2 separate regions of the Gossypium raimondii genome follow, and region 2 is linked to region 1. Evidence: chromatin contacts called from public Hi-C data. All regions are on one chromosome and are shown on one strand. The core of a region is the stretch at or near the end of the contact, and the rest is flanking DNA. Distances in the headings are between cores, read along the strand shown.

Region 1 (6,227 bases), core at 1,258-3,757:
ATGCTTACCTCTCAAATTTTATAATTTTGTCTCCATCTCCTTAACTTCATCCTTATTTTTGACTTTTGATGAATGGTATTATCACTCTATATATAATTTATATTTAATGCACTAATAATATATAATTGTATACCTTGTGGATGAATCAATTTATTACATCATCAACAATAAATTTAATTTCAACTTTTTATAATATATACACAATAATAATATCAAATATTAACCCGGTGGAAGATATCACACCATATATTAATACTAGTGTTGCTGTTTTTTTTTTTGCCACCAATAGCTACTATTTAACTACCATAAATGTTCAATTACTCAGGACTTTTACTTTAATTATATCAGTATTGAATTCTTGTGATTAGTTTGATGATCAAAGATTGTTCATTCATAGAATCCATTCAATTTAAATTTTAGAAAATAAGTGGTAAACCATTATTTAAACAGTTCTATTTAAACATGGATAAGTGCTGAAAGAAAATACTACATTGGTATTGTAATATAATCATTTTACTATCCCTGTTGTTTTTCTTTCAAGTTTCCTTCATTTTATTCCTTTTGTTACCATATAAAAGAAAATATATCAGTATCGGTAACTTAGTTAAAAAAATGGTAAGCTACTAGTTATTCTGGATGGAAATGTACTCGAAAAGAAAAAGAGCATGAATTTTTTAATATATAATGTTATTTTAGTACAATTATAGTTACTAATTAATGTAGAATAAATAAATTTATTTGTGTTGGTTTTCAAATTAGTATGACTTAAATAAAATCAAAGTGCTAAATGCATAATTACACCATACACTTTAAACATTAAAATTCACATATAATTAAAAAATCTTATCATGGCTATACTAATTAATGATGTAGATGAAATATTAAAAATAGTTAAGAATAGAATGTTGATGAGCATAAGAGATGATAAATTGATGATTGAGAGCCCCCCACCCAAGATTGAGGTTTGGACTAATTCCTAAAGACCAAAATTATTATTCAATTATGGTGATTCTGAGTATAAATGAGAAATCACATTTTTATTGACGCAGTTCACGGTGACTTCGTTTCTTGTATATTAAATGTAAGTCTTTTATTTTTGGTTGGGGGCCTGACAAAGGTTTTGACTCACCAAAACACCACCCAAATCCAACCCAACATTTATTAAACACTCTCACTCTTTTGGCTGCTTATTATATATATGTTGATAAATATATTGTATCGGCTTTTATTGCAGCTTGTTCAAAGTGGGGTTTTTGCTTTGAGAATAGAAAGGCATGCTTTGAACTTTCTCCTTTTTGAAGATGGGGGTTTTGAATGACAAATTAATTTAGTTTAAGATTTAAAACTTATGGCACAGATTTTGGTGAAGCCTATAAAAATTGCAGACTTTTAGAGTGAGGTATGGTAAAACATTATGGGGTTTCTACCCTTCAATATTTGGATGCTCGAAGAAAAAGTGAGTACGGATTGAGCTAGTTAAAGTGACTCCTCCTTCTAACTTCAAACTCTCCTTTTGTCTTGCTTAAGGGACGTTTTCTTTCATGACTTAAAACCCAACCTTTTCTTGATTCTGGTAAAACACTCACGCGCTCTTTCTGCTTTCTTTTCTTTCAGTCTTGCCACGTGCTTGCTCTTTTTATTTTACGACTAAATTTAATCATTTCAGACTATCCACATCTCCACTTCAATCTTTAAACGGGAGTACAATTCGCTTAAACGAATTCATGTTTTTTTTTGATGGATAACAATTTTAATATTAACCGAGTTAAATTTAATTAATTTATTAAATTATTTATTGTATAATAATACAAAAGCATTCAAAATCATTAATAAAAATAAATGAAAAAGAAATAGATAAAATTATACAACATTGTGATTATAATACAATCACAAATATGAGTTTAAGTAATTACAAATTATAATCAAATCAACATCAAATATAAATAATCTAAGAATCAAAATAATCTAGACTAAAATTGATCCACGAGATTAAAACCCACACATGAAAGTAGATATATGTTCGAATAATTATAAAATAAAATCAAATTAATACAAAACACAAATAAACTAATAATCGAAATAATTGAGATTGAAATTAACCGATCAAATCGAATTAAAACCCACACATATAACTACACATAGTGAAGTGGAAGTGAAACTAAAAACACAAGGTTTAAAGCTTTGACCTTTACTGATAATGTTAACATCCGTAATTAAATAAGATGAAATTTTAATATTAATAAATAATAAAAATAGAATATGTAACAATGAACTGAGTCACTGAAAATATATTAGCACGGATAAAGAGTACAGATGAGTAGAACCAGAAAACATGCAATGAGCTGGAAGGAGATTCCGCGTGTGGGGGATTCAAGTTGTATTTCAAACCCCCTTCCTTTTCCCTTCCTATCTCCTTTTCATTTTTCTAACCCGACCCGACCGAGCCCGGCCCAATCCCCAGTCCCCCACCCCCCACCCCCTTATATATATACCTGCTGCTTCACTTATTTTCCTCACACAACTTCTTCACCATTCAGCTACCAAGCCAAGATTTCCACCCTATTTATAATTTATTAAACATGGCATTCTATTTTATGATTCCCTTATTTGCTTCCATTTTATTTATTTTTCTCTTCAATTTTCTGCTTAATTTGTTCAAATCCAAAAAATCCCGGGACTTACCCCTCCCGCCTGGCACCCTGGGTTGGCCGTACATCGGTGAAACCTTTCAGCTCTACTCCCAAAACCCAAATGTCTTCTTTGCTTCCAAGCAGAAAAGGTGTGTTATTTTTCTTTGTGGCATGTTCTTTGCAGTGTAATGTAATGCATACTTACAATGGGCGGTGGCTTGTGTTTGTTTGTTTTTATATAGGTACGGCTCCATATTCAAGACCCATATACTTGGGTGTCCCTGTGTGATGATTTCCAGCCCGGAAGCTGCGAAATTCGTGCTTGTCACCAAGTCTCACCTCTTCAAGCCAACGTTTCCGGCCAGTAAAGAGAGGATGTTGGGCAAACAAGCCATTTTCTTTAGCCAAGGACAGTACCATGCCAAATTGAGGAAGCTTGTGCTCCGTGCCTTCGTGCCTGAGGCCATCAAAAGCTTCGTTTCTAACATCGAATCCATTGCCAAAGATTCTCTCCAGTCATTGGAAGGCAGGCTGATTACCACTTTCCAAGAAATGAAAACGGTAAGCCCAAAAAACAGAGAGGGAAAAAAACAGGGTTGTTTCCTCTGTTTTTGTTTACCCTGTGTTTGATGATATGTTGATATCAAATATATTTTTTATATTTGCAGTACACATTCAATGTTGCGCTGCTATCAATATTCGGAGAGGATGAAGTGAAGTACAGAGAAGATCTGAAGAGGTGTTATTACATATTAGAAAAAGGGTATAACTCGATGCCCATTAACATTCCGGGTACACTTTTCAACAAATCGATGAAAGCAAGGAAAGAGCTAGCTCAGATCCTGGCCAAAATCATATCGACCAGGAGGGAAACGAAGCAGGAGTACAATGACTTGTTGGGTTCTTTCATGGGTGATAAAGAAGGCCTCACCGATGAACAAATCGCTGATAACATCATTGGTGTAATCTTTGCTGCTCGTGACACCACCGCTAGTGTACTCACTTGGATAATTAAGTACCTTGGAGAAAACCCCAGCGTTCTTCAAGCTGTCACGGTAAGTTTATTGCTCGTCCTATGGGACTAGTCTAAGAAAACTCCACCATAGACACAATGAGTGACTTGGTTGTTTCTTATGGTGTTTTACAGGATGAACAAGAGGCCATAATGAAAGGTAAAGAGAAATGCGGTGAGGAGCAAACTCTGAGCTGGGCAGATACCAAGAAGATGCCCATAACTTCAAGAGTGATTCAGGAGACACTTAGGGTTGCTTCGATTTTATCTTTTACCTTCAGAGAAGCAGTGGCTGATGTTGAATATGAAGGTCAGTTGCACCACAACCTCTGTCAATATATATACAAATACTAAGTCACTCTTTAGTGATAAAAGATTTCATTTGATTTGAAATCTTGATTGGTCCACATTTCAATACAGATAATTCAATCTATATAACTGTTAAGAGTATAATGCTACTACCTTTGCCTTTTTGGTTCAAATAGCCTAACTTGTCTTTTTGGTGTGAAAAATATTAAACAGGGTATCTTATACCAAAAGGATGGAAAGTTTTACCACTTTTTAGAAACATTCATCACAGCCCAGAAATCTTCCCAGATCCTGAAAAGTTTGATCCTTCAAGATTTGAGGTAGACTTATGCAGAGTTTTGTTGTTTTCAATTTTTTTTTTAAATTAAAAAAAAAAGAGAGAGAGAAAGTAGCAATCACCTAAAGCATACTTTTGCTCAATGATTGAACAGGTTGTTCCAAAACCCAATACATTTATGCCATTTGGCAATGGAACACATTCATGTCCAGGGAATGAGTTAGCCAAGCTGGAAATCATGGTCCTTCTCCATCATCTGACCACAAAGTACAGGTAACCGACAGTCTTTCAATCTCTTCCTTTTTTTCTTTTTCTGAGTTTGTGGGATTTTTATGCTCTGCTTGTTTCTATTAATAGAAATGTAAAATAAAACATGACATATAAATATGGGATTTTTTTGCAGGTGGTCTATGGTGGGTACAAACAGTGGAATTCAGTATGGTCCTTTTGCTCTTCCCCAGAATGGTTTGCCCATCAGATTAATCAGAAAATCATAGGCATGCACTCAATTTCTTAATTTTAGAGTATGAAGCAAAGAATGCAAAGGCAAAGACAGTTCCAACAAAGAGCTTTTTGGACAAATGAAGAAACTTGAGATCATAAATAACAAAAATGGAAAGAAAAAAAAAACCAAGACCCCAAACTGTACAGAAAAGAAAAGCAAAATCTGCAAACAGTTTCCTGTTTATTCTTTCTTTCTCCAACTCATAGCAAAGAATAACAAAAAATGGAAAGGGAGTGTCTTTTGTAAGCTTTCTTAATTTAAATGAAGTCCGCAAGGCAAAAAAAAAAAAATTCATATTTATATGAATTATTGAAAATTTTATACATCGTGTTGATTTGGTCGACTTTGATTACTTATTGACAGAATATTTCCAGCAATGAATTTGATTGAGATTAAGAATGCTTCAAACTTTAAAGTGAGCACATAAATTCTCACTAATCAATGAAACTTCTTCAAATGGCCTGCCCTACGTTTATCTTATCTCTTTCCAATCATCTATTCATTAATTGGTTTCATAGTTTATGCCTTCAATCACTGTTAATGTTTGGGTTCAACGAGACAGCTAACTAGCTAGCTATCGTTCACAATACCTATATATTATATCAACTCTTAATTTGCTCTAGCTATGAAATATATAACCTAATTTTCAGCTCTTCCCTTTCTTTTTACTCGTTGCCAACCAAGCTAGTTGTTTATTTGAAGCAGCTATAATTTAAAGAAAAAATGAAAATGAATGGAAACAAGAACTTTTAAGTGCTTCTACGTGCATGCATTGCATGGACTAGTGATGATCCACTCAAACTGATAAATTCAAGCTAGTTGTTAGTAGAGAAGGAGAAAATGATTACTGGGTTTTGCTTTATCTGCTGCATGCAGGTGCAACTCTACATTTCTTCCATTCACAATAATAGATTATCTTGTCAACTTAGCAACTTGTCAACACCAAAGCGGATTCAAACCTGAACAAGTTTCCTGATAAAGAAAGAATAATCCTGAAATTAAGATAATCACGGCACTAATTTATTTTCTTTTTTCTTTTTTGGTTAACAAATTCAAAAAAGTCAACTTCAATTATATAATTACAAGAATGAAGAAGCGGCAACAGCTCCTCCCCCTTTTGACTCACCTATCATTCATGACTTGAAAGCGAAAAATCTTCTGACTTTGGGATCTCCGTTTCTCGTAACAAAATTCAACCACGTGTCATTCTTTCATGAATTATGATCTCCAACATTAATATTTGACTAATTTGCATTTGAATCGCCCAAGTCCAACAAATTAGGTTAAGAATATTATGTAATGTAACTATTAGCTTCGGCCGCCTCCTGATGAATGAGTTGGAGAAATTAAATTAAATTATTATTATTATGAACAAACAGTAAAACCAAAGAGTTGAATTATTTGGTTGCCTTCTCCCTAGTATTTAACTGCCCCTGCTGCCGATAGCAAGGAACGCCGGCCTTACAGAGTCATTTAAATTCAAACCCAAGACAA
Region 2 (6,227 bases), core at 2,456-4,955, 190 kb before region 1:
AATGAAGCGATGGCAAGTGCCGACCTTATTTGTTTCATCTGAATAAAATCGTCAACAACAGAAATTATGAGAATAAATACAGAGGATTCAAATCGCAGAAGCTTATACTTCTAAAATAATACACTCATACTTGGTAATTAATAAGAGAGAAGTGTGATTCTAGATTATGCTCCCCATCCAATAACAAGCTCTTCGGAATAGAAGGTTTAAATGACAAGAATCCTCCTGCACAATTCCTTCAATAAGTTAACTGGCAGCATAAAACATTCTGTGAACATCAAAGCAAGTTTCGATATCTGAAATTCAATTAACTTTGATCTTTCTTGCTAGATAAATTGATAGCCCCTTTGTTTAAAATGGGGCCAAAGGTAAAAGTTAAAGAAAGTTCTCATTTCACTACAGAACTCTTTAAGTTTCCCTGATAAAATTCGCAGGATAGTAGATTTCAGACTGTCCTGCATCCCATCATACCAACACAGGCATAAAACATGATAGGAGAGATATCAAAAATGTGAAAACAGTTGATGTTTCATTGCAAATACAAATGTGGAATTATACACTTCATGCATGGAGGACAAATTATCATATCTAACTCATCTGTTCCACAAAGTTTTAACCAATGATATATCCTAGGGAAAGCAAATAAATTGTTATGGAGGATAATAATGTAACCAAACTGCATGTTACATGTACTATTTCCTTCATCCTAAAACACCCACGTCGCATAACATATGTCTGATGCCATAATCCATTTAAGATATGACCCATTCATCTCTACATGAAGGAAAAAAATTGCAAAATCTTTAGCATGTCCATGTCAGATCGATAAATATAACTGAAGCTCTGCAGGATGCAGAAACTGTCTTAAACAGCTTCGGTGAGATAATATTGGTACTAAAACCAAATATCAGAACAGCTGGCACAAAAATACCCCATACATTATAGTTGGTACAGAACATTTGCAATCATAATATAAGTCCTAACATCACATCTGGAAAAGAACTGGCACAAAATTACCTGGTGCATCATAGTACTCTGGTGGATCATAGAAAACCATGGCCTCCCGCAGCCGATGACGCTTCCCTTCAGTACCACCATACTGGAATGTAGTGTGCAATGCATATGGCTCCAGCCTAAGTTGTTCATACATGGCCTGCCAATAGCATTAGGGCTTAAGACAAGCTTAATATACAACAGATGCTGCTATTTACTAACAGGTACAAGCAAGATAAATTAAAGCTCAAGGGTATAAACACAAAAAGGCATACAAGTGCAAAAACTGGAATTTCAACAACCATCAGTAAAATAAAAACATAAGACTATCAAATTCACCGTGAACAAGCATACAGATCCCACCTGAACAAAATAAGTGTGTCCACTACAAAATATACTTTCTGGTAGAATTCCCAGCTTGAGAGTTCCATCAAACGCATAAAAAAGTCCACTATCATCATCAACGGCTGGCCCTGTCTGCTTGCGTGCAAGTTCATTAAATCCATTCTGATCCCATATCTTGTCATCAGCTAAAAGCATATCTTTCCATTCTTTTGCCAGTTTTATGGCAGGCTCTGTCGGCCGCCAGTGGAAAATTCCTATATTGTAGGCAGCACCAACTATTCAAGGAAAAGATAGAATCAGTTGACCGAAGGAGTCACAAGACTGGTAATAAGAGTAAAAAGAAGAAAATGATAAATTTATAAGTTAGACATTCTCTAATTCAATGCACTGAGTGTTAACAACAAATGGAAAAAAAGGCTTAAGGCTGCAGTGCAAACTGAGCAGTCCCTGCTTCATAAATGAAGAGTTTAACACTTAACATAGAAGGTGAAAGCAATCTAAAGGCAGCGTAGGATATGCGAAATTAAAACGCCACATCAACCGACAACCTTTCTACTCTCTTCTCCTAGAAAAGAAGAGGGCAGGTCTCCAGTAACAATACTACTCTGGGCCACAACTTGAAACATTTTTTACCTTGTTTCCAATCAGCCAATCTGTCATCAACAACTGTTGGCACAACTTGGTCGCTTGAAGTTAAGATATCAGCATCAGGGTACTGAGCAAGATATGGAAGCGGATCCTGTGGAAAGGGGCAAGCCACATCAAGTATGACTTTAATGTATATCTTCTGAAGTGACCATTAAGGATCATGATTTAAAATATAAAGAAATGATGACAGCAGAGTAAGAAGCATTACACAAGCCAATAAAAGTACACACAAAGCAAATGCAACCGCCAGGAAAAACTAGTATTTCTCACTGAAATTTTATTTCTTATAGAATCAGAGAAATCCATATTCTTCCACAGTATGATAGCATTGTAATAAAATAAAACTTATCCAATTTAAGGGAAGAAAAAGTGAAACAATCAAACTATAGCTTAGTGTCATGTAAACAACAAAGAAAAACTTGATCTGGATAGGAAAGGGAGTACCTTGAGCCACACCATGTCTGTATCACACATCAATAGCTCATAACCAAAAGGAAGTATAGCATTTATAAGTAATACTTTCTCTCTCCCCATTTTATGAAATGTAGGAGAGCCCCATCCAACATCTATTGTGCTCATATGGCTGCCCATATCAAATACTGGAACACCTTTCCAATACAAAGCCTCCAACAGTTTGGTGTCCATAGCACCTAAATCACAACGATTCCAATTCATTGTCCACTTTTAAGCACAGTTAACTGCAGGAAGATTTTAACAACTTACCAACAAGAAGATTAGAAACATCAAGATCCGTCAAGTGTTTAACCCAAGTCAAGATGAAATCCATAAACGCAAAGTTGCCAAAGGTGACAATAATGACATTGTCTTTCGCCCTTTCTCCAACCAGTTCTTTTGTTAATTTAAAGGACTCCAAAGGTGGCATTTTCGAATTACTAGGCGGAGCCTCCCATATAGTTTTCAACTGGTTGCTACCAGGTTGTGATGCTTTGTCTGTTGGTTGAGAAATGTTGTTACTGAAATTAGAACCACCATCTACCATTTGAGGACATCAGTTAATAAAATCATGTAATTGACTAATGGTAAAGCAAATGCTAAAAGAGTGAAGTTGATGTACTGAACAGAACATCATAATAAAAGGTATCAAAGAAAGTCTTCAAAATTGCAACATAATTCCATAAAAGAAGCTAGGGGAAGAAAGGGTCTAACATACAAACAAAAAGTCAAACTAACAAAAACCCATTAGCAATATTCCATTTTGATTAGGATCCAATAACGAAAACAATGTTTACTCAGTTGTTCTAATAACATATGATCAGCCATTTGTACATACATAGAAGCTTAAATTAAAAAACAAAAGAAAAAAGAACAAGGAGCGTACTTTGGGAGAGAGGAGGGGAGGAAAGCCAAGAAGTAGAGATAGACTGGGTGCTGGTGGGAGCGGATGGAGAGTAAATGGCGGAGAACACATAAAAAGAAGTCGCCACTATCCCCACGATAATGGTGGTGTATATCGTCAGAAACAGCGGTTTAGAAGCAGCAGCCTCTTGAACTGCGTTTCTCCATCCCCCCATCTTTGCTGTGGGTTCCAACTTGATCTCTTTTTGGCGTTGAATTTTTTCAGGATGAAAATGCGAAACAAAGGAAAGGGGGTTTCGATTATAGTAGTCCGGACTCCATGTTTAATTTAGGAGTTTTCAGATCAAATTCAATAGCTGTAGCAACTTGTTATGTAAGAGCTGTAGGTTATAGCTTGGTCAACTTTCCCAGCCCATTGTCTTTTATTTATATCACAAATCAGTCATTACTATTATTTTAGAATTTACCATGTGGCAAGCTGGCATAAGGACTATATAAAATTTACAACAACATAGAAGAGAATAGATTTCTATTGAGTCATACACAAAATGGCAAGCGATAAGTGGTTTTAAGATCAGGGTGTCTGGTGCAGAGCAGAGCTTGGTGATGGACAACATTTCAGAATCTTGTCCGAATTTTGTGGGATTATGGCTTGGTTTTTACTTGGAAAACATTTTACAATCCCTTCATTTGATACATGTTTTAGTCAATGAAAATTTCATTTTGCTTACAAAATAACAAATATTTCACTAGAGTGAAAACCCCCTCGGTTCACACTCAGGGATTTTCAAGAAATTTTTAATTAATCTACGTAAAATTAAATTTTATTTGTAAAAGTAAAGGGAATAAAAAGTTGGAAAGGTGATATAATTGGTAGATTAGAAAAATTAAAGGAAAGTTCATCTTAGCATATAAAACAAACCATTCTAAATATTTTACAACACCAAAAAATTCATTCTAAATTTGAATAAGAGGAGGTGAGAAATGAGAGATGTAACTATACATATTTAAGTAAAAATACCATAATAATTTCTATATTGCATTTTTTCTTCGAGTAAAAAAAATAAGTAAACTGATCTTTTTGCGCACATGTGAAAAAGAAATTATTTAAAAGTGTTAGGATATTATTATATGATATTATCTCTTAGCAATTTGATTCATAATGGATATTATAGGATATTATCTTTTAGCAATTTGATTCCTACGTAGCTACTATTGTATAGATATATATATCCTTAAGGTCTATCAATAAAATTCAAGTGGCATCTGAGCAAGGTTTTTGACACAATTTTTTTTCTTTCATCATTCTAAATGCTTGGCGGCGAGTCTTCTCCTCCTCCATCACCACCAAGGAGGGCGACACTTCCTGGTTTTACCGTTGAACAATAGTAGTCTCTTTTAGCGGTGTTTGGTAATAAACAATCAACTTCCACTCGGTTGAATGGTAAGTCCAAGAATAATTGGATTATTGATACGGGGTGTTCAAATCATGTTACGAGTGATCTTATGTGTTTGACGAATGTGAGAGATGTTGTAGCATGTTCCATAGGACTCTCTGATGGCCAAACAATGGTGGCTACCCAAGAAGGAATGGTTAAATTGAGGACAAAATTCAATTAAAACACGTTCTTTACATTCCTAAATTAAACTGTAATTTAATTTGGTTTCCTAGTTGAATGATGATATGAACTGTTTTGTCCAATTTTCTACTAACATATATGCTATTCACCTTCATTCGAGGGAGCTGATTGGAGCGGGTGAGAGATGAGATGGACTTTACTACTTCCGGCATGTTTCGATGGTCAAAGTGGTTTCAATTGAAGCTTCATCCTCTTTGGAACTTTGGCATAGAAGATTGGGTCACCCTTGCGAGAAAGTAGTAAAATTACTTCCTTATGTTAGTAACTCTAGAGATAATCTAAATAAAACATGTTAAATTTGTCATCGTGCTAAGCAGGCTAGAAATAACTTTCCAATTAGTGAACAAAAAGCCACTCGTATTTTTGAGTTAGTTCATTGTGATTTATGGGGTTTTTATGACACTCCTTCATCTTGTGGATCTCATTGTTTTTTGACATTAGTTGATGATTTTTCTCGTGCTATTTGGGTATATCTATTGGAAAATAAAAAAAAAGAGGTTTTCAAAGTTTTCATGTTATTTATTGCTATGGTTGACCGCCAATTTCTCAATAAATAAAGTGTGTTTGAAGTGATAATAGGACGAAATTTAATTGTTCAGGATTATTTTCTTGCAAATGACATTATTTTTCAAACATCTTGAGTTGAGGCTCTTCAACAAAATGTGAAAGTGGAGAGGAAACATCAACATATTTTAAATGTAGCTCATGCTTTACATTTCCAGGGAAATCTACTTATATCTTTTAGGGGAGAGTGTGTGTTGGCTACATCTCATCTTATTAATCAAACTCCTTCACCTCTTCTTCACAATAAAACACCCTACGAAATGTTGTTTGGTAGCCTTCCTTTGTTTGATGATCTTCGTGTGTTTTGGTGCTTATGTTTTGCTCATAATCAACGTTCTAAAGGTGATAAGTTTGTTAGTCGAAGTCGAAAGTGTGTTTTTGTTGGGTACCCTTTTGGAATAAAAGGGTTGATATTTATATGATCTGGATTCTAAGAAGTTCTTTGTGTCCCACCATGTGAAATTTTTTGAGGATATTTTTCCATATTTGGATGAGAATGCTGCAACCATTAAGCCTGGCAATGTTGCTGTAGCAACCCATTTTTAGTGGTATCAAAAACAGTGGTTTCGGGACCATGACTTCGATTAGTCAGTATTTTATTATTTATTTAATATTTATATAGTTATTACAATGTCGCATTAAATTTTGGTTAGAAAATTTTAACGTTTAGATAGTTAATTAAGTAAAAAGGACTAAATCGTAAAAGTTGTAAAAAATAAT

Evidence for each region. A called contact is a pair of places that touch in the nucleus more often than the background predicts.
Region 2: a Hi-C map of leaf shows a contact between it and region 1, with 3 times the contacts expected there. The contact joins the promoter of LOC105791830 here to the promoter of LOC105791826 in region 1. A contact is called at or near these places in 2 of 2 Hi-C or Micro-C datasets (both in leaf).

Annotation. Positions count from the first base shown.
Region 1 is chr8:48,646,954-48,653,180 of ASM2569854v1, reverse strand. LOC105791826 (abscisic acid 8'-hydroxylase CYP707A2) reads left to right here and starts at 2,507. Exons shown (of 7, transcript XM_012620067.2): 1 at 2,507-2,779; 2 at 2,873-3,191; 3 at 3,299-3,685; 4 at 3,778-3,952; 5 at 4,165-4,271; 6 at 4,383-4,501; 7 at 4,632-5,054. The coding sequence starts at 2,580. The coding sequence ends at 4,725.
Region 2 is chr8:48,838,548-48,844,774 of ASM2569854v1, reverse strand. It overlaps LOC105791830 (arabinosyltransferase XEG113), which reads right to left and starts at 3,705. Exons shown (of 13, transcript XM_012620074.2): 1 at 3,326-3,705; 2 at 2,710-2,937; 3 at 2,431-2,636; 4 at 1,972-2,077; 5 at 1,357-1,613; 6 at 1,018-1,153; 7 at 131-225; 8 at 1-38. The coding sequence starts at 3,518.